Regions from separate parts of the Mus musculus genome. Here region 2 is linked to region 1. A link is a contact called in public HiChIP or PLAC-seq data. All regions are on one chromosome and are shown on one strand. Each heading gives the region's core, a stretch centred on a gene start, on an enhancer-like site or on the middle of the called end of the contact. The rest is flanking DNA. Distances are from core to core; before and after follow the strand shown.

What was found. HiChIP or PLAC-seq counts read pairs in DNA pulled down with a chosen protein or histone mark.
Region 2: a contact with region 1 is called in a RAD21 HiChIP or PLAC-seq map of pro-B cells, with 6 times the contacts expected there. The contact joins two enhancer-like sites. A contact is called at or near these places in 2 of 15 datasets of contacts at CTCF or cohesin (large pre-B cells and pro-B cells), 5 of 484 Hi-C or Micro-C datasets (Sertoli cells, adipose-derived mesenchymal stem cells, beige adipocytes and 2 more), 3 of 115 datasets of contacts at active chromatin or transcription factors (embryonic stem cells, fibro-adipogenic progenitors and kidney) and 1 of 9 other capture datasets (embryonic stem cells).

Annotation. Positions count from the first base shown.
Region 1 is chr12:79,355,604-79,361,131 of GRCm38.p6, forward strand. All of the region lies in intron 7 of Rad51b (RAD51 paralog B), which reads left to right. Among named protein-coding and RNA genes, the nearest start is that of Rad51b, 61 kb to the left of the region's middle. Within about 2 kb of position 3,403, at least 27 of the 459 cell types and tissues checked have an H3K27ac peak or open chromatin away from gene starts, as enhancers often do. A contact at or near this core is called in bone marrow-derived macrophages and pro-B cells, where this site is marked.
Region 2 is chr12:79,881,245-79,886,772 of GRCm38.p6, forward strand. All of the region lies in intron 1 of Gm46361 (a long non-coding RNA gene), which reads left to right. Among named protein-coding and RNA genes, the nearest start is that of Gm46362, 8.6 kb to the right of the region's middle. Within about 2 kb of position 2,652, at least 11 of the 459 cell types and tissues checked have an H3K27ac peak or open chromatin away from gene starts, as enhancers often do. A contact at or near this core is called in bone marrow-derived macrophages and pro-B cells, where this site is marked.

The DNA of each region.
Region 1 (5,528 bases), core at 2,153-4,652:
TGAGTGAGATTGCATACGGACAGTGGATAGGGTTGCTTCTTTGTCCCTCAGCCTGGTTTCCTTTAGTATCTGCATGAATTCTGTAATGCAGATGCAAGCTGGGAAGGCAGAGTAAAGCTTCAAATGGACTGGCCCTTGAATGAAAGAGGGCAATGTGTTGTCCATCATTTGGGTGGAAAGCTGTTTGGATCTTTACTTTCTATATAAGGGCTGTTTGCTTTTCCCTTCTTTCAATGTATTAAAGAGAAGAAAAATCTAATAAAGTAATTGGACCTACTGGTTATAATTCATACAGAATTTTCAAGTGTGTTTAATAGTGGTCTCTCATACAACTTTAAAGAAATGAATAATTGGAGAGGAAGGGTCACAGTTGTGTTGTAGTTTGGGACCCAGCAGAGTCCGAGGAGGTTTGAGTGATTGGGTGAACTGCTCATCTGGGAGCTGTTTCTTTTGGCTGCCTTTTGTGCCTCTCCTTGGGGACAGCCCTCCTTTACTCTTATAATGTATTTTGCAACTTTCAGTGAGAAAATAGCCATCAAAAATGAACCGTTAGTAAATAAACACATTCTGGTTCTATGATGGGAATCACTAAGTAGTGGCTGGCTTAGTTTGAAGAGAAAAGTTCATGGTAGTAACTCCGAGAGGTGACACCAGGATCATGCTTGTTTGGCGTGTTAATGAGTCCAAGAGGAAATGGTGAAATCTGCTGATGACACCAAATTGTTTTGCTTGATCTTAACATGGGGTTTCTGGGAAGCTGCTTTGTAGTATTAGAAATAGTGGAAGGATTGGGCAATTTGGGGCAGACATGCTGAACTTGAAGTGACGGTTTATGTGAAGTAGTCAGAGTACACCAGTAAAGTTACAGAGCCTTGTCCTCTTGAGGAAACTGCTCTCTCCAGAATGTGAAGACTGGGACAAAGAACATTCTGTTTAGAAGCAACAGTGATGCAAAAATATGGCACCTGAGTATCCTTTTGAAGGTCAGCCGTAATATATATGAGTGGGTGTTATTTCCCTTCAAAACAACCATGGGATATTATATACTCACTTTATGTATGTTTGCTTTTTTTTGATGGGCAGGTCTAGCCCTTCATATAGCCTTTTAAGTATTTTCTGTGGTTTGTGGATTATTTTTGATTTTCGAATAGTCTGTCATTTAGAATCTGAGTAATAGACTTAAAATGTAAATGAGATGTGAAGTAGTACAGGGAATCGTTTGCCTCCAGGGCTGATTCTCAAGGAAACTACCATGAGATATCGAAAGGATGTTTGTGTAATAGTAGTAGAATAAGTTCTTCACTGATACAGCTCACAAATGTGACTCATCTATCTATGTACATTACAGAGGCATGTTAACATATCCATCCCGTTATAGGCTACTTATTCATGGGATTGAAACCATTGCATTATACATGTCAAGAGCACATTACCAATGAGCCCCAGCCCCAGGTCCACACACCACACCTCTTCCACAATCTCCTTTTCCATCTTCAAGCATTATTAGAAAAAGCCGGATGTTGTACACTACTTAGAGAGTCCCTTAGTACACTGGTGCCTAGAAACTACAAAGATTCTGGGAGTTGAAAACGTAAGAGAGACACTGTCACAGGCACTGAGGGCTGGCAGGCTGTAGGTATCCTTGCATTAGGAAAGGATTTGTGTGGTCGTAAACAACTCACACGAAACACACAAACAGGAGTCAAGGGGGCTGGAGAGGGGAGGAGAGTCATGGAACCTTTGTTTTAACTAAGCAAGGAGAAGATGGGGCTGGCTTCTTGGGCTCCCTCACCTCCGAGAGTTGGAATCCCTGGAGTGATTTTGGAAAACCACTGTAGAGAGTCAGGTGTTTAGAGGGCCAGAAAAGGACTTGTATACAGAACAGGAAGACTTCATTCCTTCCGTACTCTTCTGAGATTATTACAAAACAATTTAAAGTTTTGCATTTACCAATTGTATACTTTCTTTCAAAAGTCATAATAAGAGTCCTTCAAATGTTTTAATTTTGTGACACCTTTGTATTTTCACAGTTCTCTAAGTTTAAACACTTCAAATTGAAAAATCAGGAGAAGCTTTACCCAAAAGTAGAGGAATTCTTTTGTGAGTAATATTCTGACTGAATAGCCCAAGCCACCGCCCACCCCACACACCCCAATCTCCATGGATCTAAATGCAAGGCCTCAGACTGGTTCCGCCAGGTTCATTGGAGGCCACTTGTTAAAAACAAAGATTTCATATTGTAGGGCTGGTGATGTAGCTCAGTGATAGAGCTCTTGCCTAGCGTGCACTAGGTCAATGTTTGATCTCAGTATTGCAAAACCCGAAAGAAACAAAGAGACAAAACGACTTCTTGATTCTGACACACTGAATTAGAACCTTCAGGGTAGGGCCTAGGTATTTTAGTACATTCTCAGCACAAGAGAATAGTTTCTAAAAGTAGATGTAGACTATACTCCGACTCCTGACAAGGACACTGGAAAGGTGGAATGGTGCTAGAATGTGGGAAATGAATAAATAGCATCGTGTAGAGCTTGTTCTCTGAAGTTCTGGAGACCAGAGTGTGATTAGTGGGAATCCACTGACAGTAACACAAATATTGTGTGTAAAAATTTACTCTGAGTGTCTGGTCATTCACTAGCTCTGTGACTTGAACAAAATATTTAATAATTCCTCAGTAGCTTATTTTCTTTTTCTCTAATATAGAGATTTTTTGGATTTGATTCCTCAGCACTGCAAAGGCAAATCAATAACAATAGCAGCAGCAGCAGCAGCAACAACAAAGATCATTATTGCTGTTCCTTTAGCATACAAAGGAGCTATCTGGTCTCTACTGTGAATTTTTTTTTTTAATGGTCAGTTCTATTTAGTAAGGAGGGGGAAAGAAAAGCCTAAGAATATTATATAAATGTATATGCTGGGGGAAGAAGGGCTTCTTTCATTTCTTTGGAAGGAGATTTTCTTTTCTTTCTTGGATATTTTCTTTACTTACATTTCAAATGTTATCCCCTTTCCCGGTTCCCCTCCCCTCCCCCGCCCCCGGAAACCCCTTATCCCATCCTACCCCACCCCCCACCCCACTTCTATGAGGGTGTTCCTCCACCCGCCCACCCACCCACTCCCACCTCCCCACCTTCAGTTTCTCTACACTGGGGCATCTATCGAGCCTTCATAGGACCAAGGACCTCTCCTCCTATTGATGCATGACAAGGCCATCCTCTGCAACGTGTGCAGCTGGAGCCATGTGTACTCCTTGGTTGATGGCTTAGTCCCTGGGAGCTCTGGGGAAACTGGTTGGTTGATATTGTTGTTCTGGAAGAAGATTTTCAAGTGACAGTCTCAGTTTTCATTTCTGCAGTGCTCGCTGGTCAAAAGAGCTGTGATAGAGCAGACACAGTAGATGGCGCTGTAGGCTTATTTTTAAAAGAAGCTAGTGTAGGGGTAGGGGTGGAAGGAGAGATTAACGTGCATTGTGATAAGCCCCGCCCCTAGGACTTTGTATCCATGTAAGTGCCTTTAAGAAGTAAATTTTGGGGGGTAGAGCTAGAGTATAACTTCAGTAAAAATCAATGTCTTAGCTGCTCTATTTGTGTGAGTTTTGTCACTTGGAAATTATTACTTGTGCTTCAAGCTATAAAATGTAAAGGAGTTATTTTCTTTTAAGACATTTTCTTATGTATGAGGGTTCCCCCCTAATTGTCTTTGTATTTTAATATTTCCATTTCTTCCTAGTTTTTTCTGGCCCTTTTTTGTTATCTAATAAAAATATGGTTATGAAGTTAAATTGAATGACATCAATTATAATGTAGTCACATTTTTAAATTCAAGTTTTCACATTAAATACACATTCAAGTAGCATGGGTCACATTAAGGATAATTTAGTTTTAAATTTTATTTTATTTTATTATGTGAATGGGTGTTTTTCCTGCTTGTATGTGTATGCATTGTGTGTATGTTTGGTACCTGTGGAGGCCAGAGGAGGGTGCCAGATCCCTGGAACTAGAGTTACAGTGCGGGTCTGGGAATCAAATCCTAGATCCCCTAGAAGAGCAACCAGTGCTCTCAGTGACTGAGTCATCTTTCCAGCTCATATGTGTGTGTGTACATATGTGTGTATATGTATGTACGTGTGTGTTTGTGATCTTCTATGTTTTATGTGGTAGAACTTGTTTAATCTTTGTAATAACTATGAGAACTGTTATCCCCCTTTCTCGATAAATTGTCTCAGATGCTTAGTAGATTGCTAAGTTCTCATACTGAGTCTGAACTGCAGCTACTGTAGGAATTTCATCTGTGGATTGAAGTTACAGATTTTGAGCACATACTGTGTGCCAGGCATGCTGTATGCCAGGCAAACAACAGCGGTCAAAACTAACATGGGTGTTACCATTAAAGACCTTAAAATTATTAAATGTTCAACAGAGTTTTTTGGATGCCCGATGCCTTGATGTCGGTAAAAAGAAAACCCCAGGGAAATGGTCAGTAAAGTGCTTGCTGTGTAGTCCTAAGGATCCTAATGATACCTGCAGCACTCACAGGACAAGGTGGGTGTAGTAACCTGCGATCATAATCTCAGCTCGGGGGAGACTGAGACAGGGAAGTTCATGGGCATTGCTGGCCAGCTAGCCTAGCCACATTTATTAGGTCTGGGCCAAATGAGAGACCTTTGTCTTAAAAACCAAAGTGGATCACCCGAGGGATGTCTGAGATTGACCTATGGCCTCTACATACATGCATGTATAATCACAAGAGAGGGAGATAGATAGACAGAGAAGATGTGCTTCAGTCACTATCTCCTGGGTAGGCCAAGGAACTGAAAGTTCTTCAAAGAGAAAGATAGAATCATATTTACCTTAGACACATTAATATATTAATATTTTTGGATATATGTCTTTTATCCAAGGGGAAAACAAGACTTTCATGCTTTGCTCCTTCAACAGTTGAATTATGACTTTCTCCCTGACCGTTGAAGTATGAAATCAGGGAGGGAGATGGTTCTGGGGAAGTCGCTCAACATGCAAGCATGAAGAGCTGGGTTCTTATCCTCTAATCTCATGTAGAAACTGGACGTGGTGGTGTGCTCTGGTAACCTCAGTGCTGGGAGATGAAGACAGGGGGATCCTGGGAGCTCGCTGGCCAGCCATTTCAGCCAAAACAGTGAGCTTTAGGTTTGCTGAGACCTACCTCAAAAGTGAGGCAGTATGACTGAGGCAAGGGACCGGAGAGTCAACCTCTAGCTTCCCATAGGCATCTGGGTGGCTCTCACCCATGTACACTCATGTACACACATGCATATACTACATATACACACGAAATAAAAATGTAAAAATTAGTAAATAACAATGAGAAGAAAATAAGATAAAACTGGCTTCTAGGTAAGAGTTAGGAGGAGTAAGTGGAATCAAGCTACACCAGAATATCTAGACTTTGTGCTGATTAAATGACAATATTCAAAGCAAGGTGGTGGTAGTTGAAATAAGCAAGATTGAATTTTGTATTCTAAAATCATAAAAATGTTTAGATTGTTTCTC
Region 2 (5,528 bases), core at 1,402-3,901, 520 kb after region 1:
AGACTCCATGCGGGGAATAAGATTCCATCCGAGAGTGAGGCCAGATGATGTGGGATTGTGAAAGCCAGGCAGAGCGTGCTTTCCTCTCCCGACTCCATCTGTGGTCGTAAAAAGTGATTGTGGTCGCTGTCATTTGTTTTTGTTTTCATTTTCCCCCCTCCCATGTTCTTCAAAGAGATAGGCAGAAAAGAAGAGCCTGTGCTCTTTCTCAGAGCTCAAAAGGAGAACCATTCTTTGATGGGACCAGGATCTTGGGCCTGGGCTCCAGACCACAGCCTGTGCATCCTTTGGGGGCTCTCAGCTTTACCCCATGTAAATTATGCAGATTCTTCTCCTGCTTAATTCAGGCTAGCTGCTTCTGCTGTTTAGGTACAAGGTCTTGCTATATAGCCCAGGCTGGCCAAGAACACTCCTGAGTGCTAGGATTACAGGTGCATCCACTACACCCAGTCCCTTCCTTTGAAAACTTGGAAGAACATAGATGATGGGTTCTCCATGGCACTGAATGGATGTCTAAATAAAGAGATGAAACAGATAAATGGCACGCCCAGCTCCTTTCCAAAGAGAAGTAGTATCTGCCTTCTCCTCAGAAGCCGTATTCTATACAACCGGGTGTTCTGAGAACGTGCTAAGCCATCAGCCTCAACTAAGCCCAACAGGGTCTCTCTGTGGCTGCAATAATTCCATGTCCCTCCTGCAACCTGGAAGGCAGGTGTAAAATTGGAATTTGGGACAACTGGGGGTTTCTGACCGAGTGAGGACAATTCGGGTCTGACCGAGGTGGGGTAAGGTGCTGAGAGCTGAGTTCTGGGCCTTCAGTGCTTCTTTTTCCATTCCCAGCTCCATCCTGTGTTACCAGGGGTCTTGCATACCAGTGGGAACCCTGTCCCTCCTTGCTAAAAGCATACACCATTGCTTTGAGGACTCGTGTAGATCAGTGGGAAAGTCAAGATGGGATGCGGCATTCCTGGGATGGATTTTCTCATCCCTGAATTTGAATGTCACCTACCACTCTACTCCCTGCCTGCAAAGCTCTGAGAGCAGTGCAAATATTGAGGCCTTGTCCCAAAGAAGAGAGAGAATGCAGAGTGGGATTTGGAATGACAGCTCTTGGTATTTGTGATTCTGTTCCAAGAACTCCAAGCACTTAAACATGGCTGGCAGTGGTTGTGGTGGCATGTCTCTCTAGTCTCCTGGATCTACACTGGTTCTGTGTTGTCTATAGACTCGGTCTCCACACTTTTTCTTTGCAGCTGTCTAAACTGCTCTGGCAGGGGACCAGAGCTCTGTTCTCAACACTCACATTGGGCAGCTCACAACCTTCCGTAACTCCAGCTCCAGGGGATCCATCTGATGCCTCTGTGGATACTGGCACTTGCAAGCACATAGCCACACCCAGACACACATAATACATGTAATTGAAAAGAGAGTAAGTCCTTAAAAAGACATCATAAATCCAAAGGGCCTCTGGAAGTGCTCCCCTTGCTCCAGTTCACTGCAGCCTTCGTCTGAACACACGCATGCTCACTTTGCCCCATGCGTGCCACCAGGCCGCCCAATGCCAATGAGTGAAGCACCCCAGCTCACATGCAGGAGTGTGCAATGAACTATAGTGTCGGGCTGGAGAGATGGCTCAGCTGTTAAGAGCACTGAGTGCTCTTCTGAAGGTCCTGAGTTCAAATCCCAACAACCACATGGTGGCTCATAACCATCTGTAATGAGATGGGATCCCCTCTTCTGGTGTGTCTGAAGACAGCTACAGTGTACTTATATATAAAATAAATAAATCTTTACAAAATATTTTTTGAAATGAACTATAGTGTCTCACTATACATATTGTGTTCTGCTCATGTAAACATAATGGTTTCATTACAGAAGACAATGTCTTGTATATATTTTCTACCATCATCCTTCAGTCCTGTAAGGATGTTTAATTTTTTTTAATTGCTGTTTTGAGTTGATGCCTTGAGTTTCATTTTTTTAACTGTTAAATGAATTTTGGGTTGGATTAGAATTTCCAATAATTTCTAAGGTGATCCTGAATGAGCATCTAGAATTTTGCATTTCATATGTGTGTGTGTGTGTGTGTGTATGTATATGTGTGTGTGTGTGTATGGGTGTATGTATGTATGTAAAGTGGCATTCTCAGTATTGGCAACCATAAAACCAAATTAATCAACTATGAAATATGTTCAAAATGTTATATGTCCTGCAGTATCAAATATTCAGCTAAAATTTAATGTCTATGTAAATAGGTATGTCCATATCATTAATATGCAATGTGATATAATTTCTAATAAATGTAAAATTACATGTCTATCAGAGAATTTTAAAATGTGTGTATTTGTGTTTATGTGTGCATGCCTGTATGCATGCAAAGGAAAGCCCAAGGACCACTTCAGATAGCCTCAAGAATACAGGCAGGCGGATTTCTGAGTTCGAGGCCAGCCTGGTCTACAGAGTGAATTCCAGGACAGCCAGGGACACACAGAGAAACCCTGTCTTGAAAAACCAAAAAAAAAAAAAAAAAAAAAAAAAAAGAATACTATCTATCTCCCTTGAGACCAAGTCTTCATTGGTCTGGAGCTCACAAATTGGGCTAAAGCAGCTGGCTGGCAAGCCCCAGGGATTTCTCTGCTTCTGCCTCCCCAGTACGAGAGTCTGAGTACACCACCGTGTCAGCAGTTTTACTCAAAAGTTATATATAACTTTTATATATCTATATACTGGAGGTCACATACACATTTCTTGGGTGAGAAAGAAATGACCAATGGGGAAGAAGATGCCCTGCTCCACAGATGGATTTCTAACATGTTAGTGTCGATTTAAAGGAAGCTTCCCTGCTCAGCCACAGCCCATCCTTCATCCTCATCTCCAGTCGTTCCTCTTGACCACGTTCAACTTCCTGTTGTTTCTTCTGTTTAATGTTAGCAGTTTCAAATGGAAATTGTGTATACGGTTACTTTAATCTTGTATCTTCTTGTGTCTTTCTTCTTCTTATGTTTTGCCCTTTTCCATTCCTACCAGTCAAGACATGTCTTTCCACTCATGTGTCTTTTTGTGGTCTTTCTCCAGTTTTAAACTAGTGATGACTACTTTGCTGGGGTGACTGTCATCACCCTCGGTGCTATGAACCTTTCTCTGCTGTCCTTGTTCAAGGTAGATGTTGTATTGCTTTCTGGGAACCCGAGTTATTTTGCTAACCTGTTGACTCTTGGAATGTGCAACCTGAACTTCACCATCCTTTTGGAAGGGCATGGGTTGAAAACCCTGCTTCTGTCTTGACCTCATATAGTCTTGTGAATGGAAGAAAATGTCTTGAGATACCTCTTATAGATCTTGAAGTCACAAAGAGGTTGAACATCACTACGGCCACCAACATTTCAGCCATGTCCACAGATAAGAAGACAGCTCATTGCTTGTCTTATTATAAAAGATCCTCTACTGCCTCTGTCTCTTTGTGTTCACTATTCCAGTAAACTGGGCTGTGTTTCTCCTGGTCCTACTTTAATCCAAATTAAACTTTTGTAAGACTTGTTTCCCTTAAGTCAGAGCTCAACAAATGTGTTCTTTAAAAGATGAGAAAGCAAATATTTTAAGCTTTGAGAGTCAGGCTGTCTGTGTTAGTCAGACTTCATGTTACTGTGACAAAATCATGACCCGGACAATTTAAGGGAGGAGACATTTATTTTGTTCATAGTTTTCAGAGTTTCAATCCATCCTGGCATAGAAGGCAGGACAATGAATAGCAGCTTGCCTCAAGGCAGCCAGGAAGCTGAGACAGGGTTACCTTCCCTGCCCCTATCTCACATTTGTCTTTTATTTTGTTTTATTTTGCTTTGTTTTTTTGAAACAGGGTCTTGTTTAGCTGACCTAGAACTCACTGTCTAGATCAGGCTGACCTAGAACTTGCAGAGATCCTCCTGCCTCTGCCTCCCAATGGCTGGGATTAGAGTGTAAGTCACGGTGACAGACCCTGGTTTTGTTTTTATTGAGACAGGATCTTGTTATGATTCCCTGGCTGGAACTCACAGTGCAGAGTAGACTGGCCTCAAACCCAAGATAATGTTCTTAATTCTGCCTCCTGAGTCTTTTCCTATTTTAATTCTGTGTGAGCATCCACCCAGCTGAGATGGCGTCACCACAGTCATAGCAAGTCTGTCTCCTTATCTACTGTTCTCTGGATCATCCTTGCAGAGGGAAGTACCCTGAAGTTCCCTTTACTAATTTCTTAAGCCCTTTCAGCCAACCTGGCAATCAAGTTGAGTCATGACACTCACTGTCTCTGTCACGGCTACTCAGTTCTGCCACTGTAGTACAAAAACAGCCATTGCCAGCATGCAGACAAATGAGCTTGGTTCTAATCAAACTCACATTACAGAAGTAGAACAGGAGCTGGGTTTGGCCCTAGGACCACATTCTGCCAACCACTGCTCCATTGTGACTCTTCTGCTCCCCTCTGCCTCCTTCTCCATGGTTAGCTATTTATAAGCTCAGACCTCCCGAGGGGCTGGTCTTGAAGTTAAGGACTTTTGCTCTTAGATCTCCCCAGATCTCTAGGACTGAGAAGCTGTTTGGCAAAGGCAAGTGGTTGAATACCAAAACAGCCGCAGAGAAACAGCTTCCTCAGGCCTTGGCGAGACTGTCACACATTTCAGAGCAGATATAATGGTAGCAAGGTCTATAGAAACAGGAATGAGGCCGTTAAAGATTCACTAGGAGAAGGGACAGATAACCAGACCAATCCCAGAGATTCTGTCTACCCCTTTCCTCTGCTCCCAATTCCCCGCTTCGCATGCCTCCCACTTTACATCCCTACTTAAAGTCCTCCCCTTTGCATGGAGGCCACTTCATGTGCTCTTGTAACCCCAATACCTTGCTTTACCAGGATAGACTCAGATGGAATCATTTCTTCGATCTGTCAGTGAGTGCCTTATCATTCCAGAAAATAATTAAGCAACGAGAATTGTTTCTGTGTCCCTGGCAGGAAAAAAAGGGGGCAGGGGCAAATTATTTTACCAGGCATGAGATTTAGTAACTTAATTCTATTGTTTAAAATGAAAGGTTATATGAAAATCCTGACAGATGAGCTTAGAGAGTTTGCAGCGTGTTTCTAATGGGATAGTCATCGTCCTGCCTTCTGGCCTGTCATGTTTGTCTGCCTGTCATGTTTTAACTCACAGCTTCCATAAAACCCCCAGAAAACCTTGTTTTCAATCCCATAGCTACAGCTGAGAGCAACCCTTCCCTGTCTTTATACAGTGCTCTGTGATGGTCAAAGCACTTAGCACAAATCACATTTCATAGATGAGGCAATTGACGCACATTAAAGGACTTGCTTTGATTGGCATTGCTGAGACCTGGGACTCCCACCTAAGAGCCCTACTCATTAGACCAGGCTGACTCCCAGGCATCAGAATGAAACAGCAGTGAGAAAGGAAGCCAGGGGCTGGAAACGGCTCTTCAGTTAAGAGAACTTGTTGTTCTTCCAGAGGGCTGGATTTAAGTTCCAGCACCTACATCATGGC